Regions from separate parts of the Solanum lycopersicum genome. Here region 1 is linked to region 2. Evidence: chromatin contacts called from public HiChIP or PLAC-seq data. All regions are on one chromosome and are shown on one strand. Each heading gives the region's core, a stretch centred on a gene start, on an enhancer-like site or on the middle of the called end of the contact. The rest is flanking DNA. Distances are from core to core; before and after follow the strand shown.

What was found. HiChIP or PLAC-seq counts read pairs in DNA pulled down with a chosen protein or histone mark.
Region 1: an RNA polymerase II HiChIP or PLAC-seq map of leaf shows a contact between it and region 2, with 4 times the contacts expected there. The contact joins the promoter of LOC101263316 here to the promoter of LOC101263025 in region 2. A contact is called at or near these places in 3 of 8 Hi-C or Micro-C datasets (leaf and leaf mesophyll) and 1 of 1 datasets of contacts at active chromatin or transcription factors (leaf).

What each region holds. Positions count from the first base shown.
Region 1 is chr5:41,062,970-41,068,308 of SLM_r2.1, forward strand. LOC101263316 (protein OXIDATIVE STRESS 3 LIKE 1) reads right to left here and starts at 1,662. Exons shown (of 2, transcript XM_004239272.5): 1 at 1,086-1,662. The coding sequence starts at 1,387.
Region 2 is chr5:40,762,441-40,768,201 of SLM_r2.1, forward strand. LOC101263025 (GCN5-related N-acetyltransferase 6, chloroplastic-like) reads right to left here and starts at 2,679. Exons shown (of 8, transcript XM_004239270.5): 1 at 2,167-2,679; 2 at 2,041-2,093; 3 at 1,639-1,675; 4 at 1,506-1,571; 5 at 1,269-1,373; 6 at 1,049-1,202; 7 at 898-974; 8 at 515-825. The coding sequence starts at 2,460. The coding sequence ends at 760.

The DNA.
Region 1 (5,339 bases), core at 412-2,911, 300 kb after region 2:
AAACAAATAAAGTTCCAAGGCTAAGATTTCAGATAAACCCAGAAAACATGTGAATGTTTGCAACAACAAGAATAGTAATAGTAGTTGAAACCAACAATCAATTTTCCAGTTAAATCAAATACACAACAATATATACTAGGTGATGTTACAAGCTTCTAAGAGCAACTCAGGAGAATATCAGCCTCCTTTAGTTAGCAGTAAAAAAGACGGTGGAGTCTGATATCATCCATATGCACACCGCATTTTAGCCATACTCCAAGGAAAAAAACCAAACCAACAAAAAAGCATTTCACATGAGCGTTGAAAAGGAAATAACCCAGAATAATCAAATACATTCTCAAAGACATTACATTACACACATGCTTTCATATCTCATGATTTCCTGGATGTCAGTGTATGGAAGATCTTTCACACACAGATGAGTGTATAAGGTCGACTAGTTTAGCTCTTAACATCCATTGTGCAAAGACTTAATCATCCCCAAAACCACATCCCGAAATGTCAACACCAGAGTTGTTCACACTTCCATCAAGCTTACCATAACAAATAACCATCCTAAATGATATGAAGTTAATGAAATATACTTGTAACCAAAAATCCGAACTAAGTTTTAAACTCTGAAATTTTCTATGGAAAAGAATAAGGTTTGACCTCTATTAAACGAGTCAGTCAGTCCACTATGATTAAAACCCACAAAATGAAGGAACTTGCAACATACATAACCAAGAGAGACTGTACAAGCCATATCAACAGTTGATCCTTAATTCCTAATACAGAAACCATCTAACTGATGCATTCCAACAGACCTACTGCAAAATACACCCAGTTTTTCGTCACCTTTTAACATTTTTGGCTAATTTTCCTCAAAGTTTCAGCAACATATCAAACTACAAACTAAAGCAACCTTGATAGTCATTAAGAGACAGCAGATCCCCAAATTAACTGCAGAAAAACAACCAAACATTTGCAGATCTGTGTATAGTTAAATTAAATTATAACCTATACTATGTCTTCGAATTCCAAGTTTAGAAAAAAAAAATTAGAAATATTTTCACCTAACAAATAAAAGGGAAAAATCGACATACTTGATAGGTAAAACCTCCTCTAAGGTCCCCAAATTGTCCAAACCTCCAGGTTTAAATGAACTCTGTACTTCTTCGCCATCCCCGTCCGATGATGATCTACCGGCCGGCGAGTCATCACTATTTCTTCCGATCGATGAAGAAGAGGAAGAAGATGAGAAAGAAGAACTTCGATCGTCCCGAGGATCTCCGATGCCGAATTCCGGCGAGTTATAGATCGGCATAGAGGTCATTTCGTGGGCGGTGAATCCAGAAGGTTTGATCCGATGATCACTTGAATTATTTCTTCCCAACACAATCGACATATCTAAAAGGCAAGTTATAGAGAGAAAAAACTGATACTGCTATTTGAGTGTTTATTTAGATAGAGAAAGGGGGACGAAAAATGGAATATAAAGAGAGCCTTATCTTTATCCAGACTGAGAGAGAGAAAAATAGAATACTACAAGTTGGATAATTAATAAGATTATCTTTTAAAGTAGAAACTGAGGGTTTCTAGCCTGCATCAAGCTGTAACAATAACCGAATACTACTAGTTTCAACCTCCCATCTCCACCGTTTATTCAAAATATCATATCTTGACGTCTTTTCTGAGAAAAATATTGTATAATATACTTTAACAATTAATTAACTTATAAGTTTGCATTCGGATAATACTTTAACAGTTAATTAACTTATAAGTTTGCATTCGTTTTGATAGTATTTATATTTTAATTATATATTTGATACTCCTTCTTATTTTATGTTAACAAAATTTATGATAAAAGAATATTTAAAGACATAATTTAAATCATATTTTATATTACTATCCTATATAAATTATAAATATTACTTTGTATGTCGTGTACTTTATATCTTAAAAAGGGAAAATGTACAATTGTATCTAGACTATGATCAAAATTTCAGATATACGTTAACTAAACTAAGGTTTTGTTATCCCTAAACTTATTTTTTGAAATTTTGTGCACCTTTGTCTTACATAACATCCAAAAATATTTCACGCGCCTCAATTTCGTGAAGTCATGGAGTGTATCACGTAAAATAAATGGTGCACAAAATTGTAAAAAAAAAATCATCGTAATAAGATCTTAGTTTAATTAAGGTGTGTCTCTGAAATTACGATTATAGTCTAGCAAGATACTTGTATATTCTAAAAAAATATTAAACTTTATTTAAGTAAAGGTCAAATATGAAGAAAAAATTCAAACGAACATATTAAATTTTGAACAATAAAAAATCCTCCAGTACTTCAGTTAATACATACGAAATAGAGAGTTATATTTATTAATTATATATTTTATTTAATATTATTTGTATGCATATCAAATAATATCAATAATAATTATTATACGGTATTATTTATATTCTAATCGCATGTACGATGCACAATTATTTAACAAAATTCAAACGGTTAAAAAAATAATGTTAACGTAATTAATTTAACCATTTATACTATGCATTATTGAATATAACCGATCAAGCAATGCAAAGCATAATAAGATTAACAAAATAAACAGTGAAATTAGCTAAAGGGAAAACGATATTTTAAAAGCAAAATAAAAGAGCAATTTTAGACAACTTAAACATATTTGTGATATTAATTTGATTTGGTCCGAAATGTGTGAATGAGAAGTTAAAGTCAACCCAAACCAATTGGAAATTGCAAGGAAGTGAAAACAATACAACGTTAGCATCAATTTTAGGATACTGGTCAAACACTACTTAGTCAAAGTAATTTAAGATTACGGCTTCGTCATAATGTTATTAGGGGTGGTTTGATAAAGAGTGTTAATACAAGAATTAGTAATGGAACAATTAACAATACAAGAATAAGTAATATATAAATTAGTAATGCATGAATTATTTTTTATAAAATGTTTGATATATTATTTTCAATTTAAATTTGTGTGTGGTTTGAGATTCTACGAGAGACTTATTTTCAATTATATTTTTAAATTATTATGTGATTTTTTTTATTTTATGTACAACATTATGACATATTTTCATGTTCATTCCTTTGTTAATCTGTAATAAATAATGCTGCATAATTTAAATAAACAACATTTACTTTAAAATTTAAACATGACAGGTAGCCATCACATTATAAACTTGACAAATAACACAAGCTAGGGAAATTCACCCCTTTATGATATTTCCTACTTCATGCAGACAACTAAGACATGCTAAATAATACTTTTACCGTTTCACAAAAAATAATTTGATTTAATTTGGTACGGAGTTTAAAAGTATAAAGAAGATTTTTGTATTTTATGGTCCTAAATTAAAGTCAGGTTAAATGTATAAAATTGTCCTTTATTTTTGTGGTCTTAAACATGTGACGTAGAAAATAGAAATTAAAATATTACCAAAAAAAAGTAGATCATTCTTTTTTAAACACATTAAAAAGAAAAAAAAATATATTCTTTTTGAAATGGAGGGAGTAACATACATCTGCTTCCTCTTGTTGAAGTCCAAAAGATTAGAATTTTGTATTCCTTGAAGTAAATGAAAATATGAAATGCAAATCTTGGAAGTAAGGCTTAAAATTGGATCTTACTTGTCGATTGGGTTTTGAAAATACCCTTTCTTGCAATAATACTTGATTGAGTTCTTTTTAAAAAGTCAACCGAATTCTCTTGGTGTAACAATAAATGATACTTTGTTTGGAGAATCTGATTCAATCAACATATTGTGTTTCTTTACCAATTCGGAAGAGAACTGTATAAAGACATTGAGGGGCAGTTCAGTGATTTTATTATCTTATTCAAGGCTTATTAAACATGTTATTTGTAATCTACATATGGTGCAATATTAAGTTATCCAAGTATTAGGTGGGTTTGAATTAAAATGTGCTATTAAATATTGTATTGAATGGATTAGATTTTAATCCAAGGATTATTTTAATTAATACATCCCTCCAAACAATTTCTTAGAGTATTAAGGGTTATTTAGGATTTTAATCTAAAAAATTTTCATTTAAATGGACACTCATACCAATTTTGGGGTGGAAGCGATTATTGTAAGAGAGAGAGTTGGAAGAAGTTGGATTATTTATTTATGAGGGAAAGCCCTCTATTTATACACAAAAATTACACGCTTTTGGCCAAAATGGCTGACACTCCTACTTTACACCTGGCCTTTTTATATTCGGCCGACACAAGAAAACAAAATACTTACTATTACTACTTTACATAATGGCCTCTTCTTTATTTCTGGCCGACACACACACTATTTACTTTATGACTAACACAAGAAAACAAAATACTTTTTACATGATTGGCCTTTTATGGCCGACATACTAACTATCTACTTTACGATTTTTACAGTAAATCTTATCTTCGATATCTTGCTTCTTCCATCTTTACTCTAATTGTACATCTGGTACGTAATTATCTTCTCCTTCACATTTTGAACATAGATGATCAGGATATTTTTGCCCTATCAACTTGCAGTATCTTGTCATCAGATTAGGAGAAATAAAATTTTTCCTTATAGCTCTTGTTGTTGGTGTAGCTTCTGGCCTTAATAGACTTAGTATCCATTGTCTTAGTTCTTCCATGTCTGCTGATCGTATATCTTTGCAATTTGAATAGATTATTGTTTGATCTCGGTTGTAGTATGTCCATATGGCATTTTCATTTAGATAATTGTTTGTTATCTCGTTCAATATAGTAGATATTCCGATAGTTCTTTTATTTGCATAGAATTCTGGAATATCTACTCTTTGTATTTCTTCCTGGGTGTCTATCTTTTCAGGGATTATCATTTCCCTAGTCAGCCCGATTTTTATAACTTGTATTGTAGGTTTGACTTCGTCATACAATATCTTTGCTGTAGCTGCGTAGAACTTTATATAAAAAAGAGTACCTTTGGTTACCCTTTTATACTGTAAAAAAGCTTTACATAGTTCTGGTATCTTGGATATCTCGTCTCATGTTATCGTATATACGGTACTTAACAGTCCATAGTTGTAGCAAGTTGCTACTAAGTTTGGATTAGTTCCTGGTTGTGCAATTAATTTATTATATCCTTGTAAATGCTGGGTTATGTAGTCTTCGTCGGATTTTTTTCGTATTTTTAGCCTTAGGGTTCTGGTTGAGAAAAGTCTGTACTTTGTATATATTTTCTATATATGTTCTGGAGATATAATTGTATGTTTGTTTTTGGGAATCTAAGCTGGCTTTGTAGGTATTTGTTTGTGGGGTGACAGACATATCTTTTTGGGTACTTTGAGGAGTATATGGTTTTGAGAATAAC
Region 2 (5,761 bases), core at 1,429-3,928:
CCGAACGCAAAGTCGCACAACAACGACAATGTTAAGAGATGGGAGATGTTCTTGATCTCTCTGCAATGATGAAAAATAACAATGTGTATGTAATTTATAATGCATTGACTTGAGCAATATGCTTGTGAGGTTGGCTAACTGCTGGATGCATATGAATATATTAATCAAAATGAAGCTTATCATGTCAATGTTTGATGAAATTTATTAGGTGCTTGCAGAATTTATGGCAGTCTTCAAATGAAAAATATATATTACGCTCTATCTAAAATTAATCCGAAAAGTCGCCTTCTACATGCGTACATCTAAATATAAGGCACTCATGTACAAACAAGTTTCGGCGAGTATGATTTCAGTGATAGTTATATATGGATGACATTAACTTCCTTCAATAACAGTATTGTCTTCGGGATGATAGCTTTCTTCGACAGTACAATTGTTTTGATTTTTTGAAGATTACTAATTTTTCTCATTTATAAAGAGGTCAATATCTCACCTTGTTCATCAAACATACGGAAACTTGTTAATGAATTTTTCCTCTCTTATTTTCTGTCTCTCATAAGAATAAAGGAATACATCAGATATTTGTTTAATCATAGTTGAAGTTTTCATTACTGCATATATATATATATATATATATATATATATATATATATATATATATATATATATATACGCGTGGAAAAAATGGAATGTGAAGGGGTTTGCTCCAAATATATCAGCCAAAAAATAGAAAAAAATTTGACTTGCATTCAATGTGTTTCATGCTCTGAGGAAAAGCAAGTGAGGTTGTTCTTCAGCGAGTTTATGATTTTTCACTTCCACAACCTGGTAAAACACGGAATTTTTATTAACACAAAAATAGATTAACTTAAGTTACAAAAGAAATTTATTTTTTACCTGAAAGCCAACATTTTGATAAAGCTTTTGTGCAGGTCCATTGTTTGTATGTACATGCACAAACACCTTTTCTGCACCTATTACACAAACAACAGATTTAGTCTTTTCGTGATTGATTCTACAACTGTTGCATCCAAATTATATTGCTTACCATATTCTTTAGCCAATCTAATAGCAAAATTCAACATGTTTCTTGCAACACCTTTCCTTCGAGAAGATTTCAGAACACATAAATTTGCAATATAACCATATCTATTAATGGATGATCTCTCAATGTTGCTCAAATCAGGGGCATTCACCCTTCCCTGTTGAATTGAAGACATTTCAAATCTTGACGGGAAAATTGTTACTTATTTATTCAGATTAATTACCCCGGGAAAAGACTCTCCACTTGACAAGTGCCCGATGATTAAATCTAGTGTCCCAACGACACTGTTAAGTACTGTATGTCTGATAATTTTATCTTCTGCCCGTACCTGTTGATGTCAACAGTACATATCAGATATGATGAACTAAAACAAGTTTGAAGCTAATTTTCTTGCAAGACAAGAGTTGAAGAAAAATAATATTATGTGAAGGTAAATTTCTGTTTACAGATTTATTTATACCGCAACAATGCAGGTGCATCTTTGCCCAATTTGTGATTTGCATCTTCTTTTCAAGGCATTAAACTCCTGCATAGTGGAACTATGAGATATTATGCACTGCGCATACGTTTTTCATGTAACACTTGTAAATTACCTGCTCTGCATATTTCCTTTTATAGTTATTGACGAATCTGCATTATCAAAGACGAAAATGATTAAAGATTTCTTGTAGTTAACTATCCAATCCGACCCATTAGCTTTTGACTTCCCTGATTATTCGTGAAGCCATAGGTTTTTACTAACCCATTGATTTATTTTTTAATCTATGATAAGTATGGTTGGATTGGATATTTTATCCGATCCTACCAAAGGTAGGGTGTGTTGGTTGATGGTATAATAATAATACCATTATTGCATAAAAATTGTCATAATATGATGGATCATTTATATTAATTAAAGTACGATATAAAGAATTCATATAGCCAATTCCGACTAGTTGATTAATGATTCATTTATATGCATACTTTTTAAGTGCATAACAGGGTAGGGTGCATACCGATCATGTTGGCGATTTTCCCAGTGAGATTCAGCTCGCAGCCATGCTGCTCTCTGTCAATTATTAAAGCTAAACATAGTGAAAACACGAGCTATTGGATCTTAAATTATGAAGAAGGATACTAACCCAATATTCTTCATCAAGCACTGCTTCATGTGCCATGAACTGATGTCGATTTTCCTGATCCAACACTTGTTCATCCAATCGATCACAATGGAGATTCGATTTGCATGTTGATTCAGTCTCAGATTGTGGAATGGCATATCGCAATTCTCTAAATACTTGTTTCTTCCCCTTGCTTGAGGAATTGAGATTCGATGATCTTGCTGACATTATCAAGAATGCTGAAATACTCTCATGTATTGCCCTTTTACAAAAAGAATTTGTGAGGTAACCACTAGAAGTAGCCATTGTTGACATTCTCTTCTAAAATTAATAATTAGGATCTTTCTTGATTCTTGAGCACCAAACAGAGAGCACGAACTCAATAAAAGTAATTTTATTTTCCTCTTTTTGTCTCACTTTCTACCTTTAACTTCTCATATTAGAGTTGCACAAAACTATATTTAATCACGACTGTGGATAAAGGAGGAGATACTAATCACAAGTGTGGAAAAAAGAGGAGATAGCACACTGATTGATTTTTACTTTCTTACTTCTCATATTAAGGTAAAACTTATCTGAATCGCGTGTTTATATTAAATCAATACATACATGTTTTGTGTTGAAACTTATTGTTCATTTTACTTTATTAAACCACTGACATTATTTCTTTTCCTTTGCTTACTTTGGTATATTAACAATATCATAAATTCCACAATTTCTAAAATAATTTTTATTTATAAAAGTATTCTCCATAAATATGATAGAAAGAATATAAATACAATTAATAAATATAATATTTTTTTTTAATATACTCTACCAAACATTCCTAATGCCTAGAGTTTTTGTCAATGTGCTGGTAAATTTTGGTTGTCCTTGTCCAATTTTTTTTTGGTTTCTTTCGGTTGTCCTTATGCGAAAAAAATAAAATTATTTTTCACCTAGTGTTAAATATTCATATTAAAATTGAACTAAATATAAATTTAAATATCAAAAAATTCCATTTAAAAGGAAAAATATTTCTTAACAATAACACTTTCATATCTAAAAGCACTCAAATTCAAAACCTCATAAATAAATAAATAAAATTATCACTTCACTGCAACCTCCTTACGCAAATTTGAGTTGTGGAGCACATGGGTTTGGAAAGGAAACCGTTAGTGGATACAATTATTAGGTAAAGGTATGTATATCATTGTCATCCATATGTGGATCTATAGCAGCCGCCCAATTGCTTCCTTGTCCTCCTCGCGTTACATTTGAATATCTTAATACCAAATTGGGATCACAGATTTTAGGCTACCTTTGTCTTTTTTTAAAACAATTGACTTGTTAAGTTGTCTATTTATTGACATATATTTTTGGGTATGTAGCAAGAATTGATGAGAAATAGAGGGAAGGAGAGGAACTTGAAAAGCTGGAAACTTGAAAAGTCGTCTTATGCTTTAATAAAAAAGGCAATTGTCCCTCATCGGTAATGGAAAGGAAAATAGGAGAGTTTAAATACATAAACACTCTTATTAATTGTTAAAAGGGTTGGAAAGAGGGACCCCCCTCGTGCCGTTGTCGCTTCGGCTTCCGGTTTAATTTAAAATTCCCGTCATGACTATTCTGAAAGGTTGCAACTTTCAGGAACTGTCAATACCATTTGAAAGGTTGCAAACTTTCATTAATGATCGTGTCCACTGAGTCTTCAGAATATTTTCTAACGAATTTTCTGGTCTTCCTTCTTCTTCTAAACACATATTTCTTCGTGTTATATTCCAAATCAAACCTCGGATACTACAGGGGAATAATTTTCTCAAAGGGGCATTCTGAATTCAGTGGACTTGATTTTCTTCCAAACTAAAAGTTTATTTCAGATTCTGGTAAGTTTTTGCAGATTTAAGTATTGTTGAGAAATAAATTTTTCTGTTCATCTTGCTTACTGGTTCTATAAATTTCAGTTACTTTGTGTTTCTAAACAATTTATTAAAATCAGTAATTTTCTAGTTTTGATAACACAGGTTGGTTGACAATCTTAAGGAAATTAATTTTTTGAAATCAATGTTTCTGGTGGAGACAAAAATCTTCGTGATTTTATACTCCTTTAACAGAAATGGCAAACACTGGTGTTACAGTGGCTGTTGCTGCACCAACCTGAATTCTTGTACCACAAGCAGAGAAACCGGGTAAATTCACAGGTGTGAATTTCAAAGGATGGCAGCAACGAGTATTTTTATGGATTACCACTCTTCGTCTGTAGAAATTTACAAGTGAAGATACTCCAGTTCCTGCTGATGATATGCCAGACAGGGAAAAATTCATGATTATTGAAGCATGGAAACAGTCAGACTTCCTATGTAAAGGTTACATTTTGAGTGTTTTAGAGGATGACTTATATAATGTCTATAGTGCAATAACAACTTCAAACGAGTTGTGCGATGCACTTGAGAAGAAATATAAGACAGAAGATGTATGCTTGAAAAAGTTTGTGGTTGCAAAGTTTTTAGACTATAAAATAGTAGATAATAAAACTGTTGGATCACAAGTGCAGGAACTTCAACTTGTTCTCCATGATTTGATTGCTGAAGATATGGTAGTAAATGAAGCTTTTCAAGTGTCTGCAATGAATGAGAAGTTACCTCCTTCGTAGAACGATTTCAAGAATTATCTAAAGCACAAGCGTAAAGAAATGAAGCTTGAAGATCTTGTGATACGGCTCAAGATTGAGGAAGATAACAAAAACGTCGAAAAGAAGTTGTGTAAGAGTTCAACAATTATTGGAGTTAATATTGTTGAAGAAGATCCTACCAAAAACAAAAAGAGAAAGAAGTCCAACGGCCAGAAGTCAGAATATGCCAAGAAGAAATTCAAAGGCAACTGTTACAATTATGGCAAGACTGGTCATAGCTCTTCTGATTGTCATGCTCCAAGAAAGGACAAAAACAAAGCCCAAGACAAAAGTCAAGCAAACATCGTGGAAAAGATGGAAGATGTAGATGAATTGTGTGCAATGATATCGGAGTGTAACTTAGTTGGAAATCCCAAGGAGTGATTTCTCGACTCAGGTGCCACTAGACATATTTGCTCTGCGAAAGAAGCCTTTGCAATGTACACTCCTGCTGAGTACAATGAAGATTTATTCATGGAAAACACAACAACAGTAAGGATTGCAGGAACTGGGAAAGTAATGTTGAAAAGGACATCTGGCAAGATGTTGACTTTGAACAATGTTCTGCATGTCCATACTATTAGGAAGAATTCAGTTTCTTCTGCACTACTCAATAAGAACGGGCTTAAGTGTGTCTTAGTTAGTGATAAAACTATAATAAGTAAGAATGAATGTTCATAGGAAAGGGCTACCTCAATGAGGGTCTTTTCAAACTAATTGTAATAGTTGTTGACAGTATTAATAAAAATTTTGCTTCTGTTTACTTATTGGAGTTAAGTGATTTATGGCATGCCCGTTTGAGACATGTAAATTACTAAGCCTTGCGAAAATTGATTAATTTAAAAGTTTTGCCTGATTTTAAATGTGATAAGTCGAAATGCGAAATTTGTGTGGAAAATAAGTTTGTTAAACATCCTTACAAGTCCGTTGAAAGAAATTCTAAAAACTTTAGACTTAATTCACACA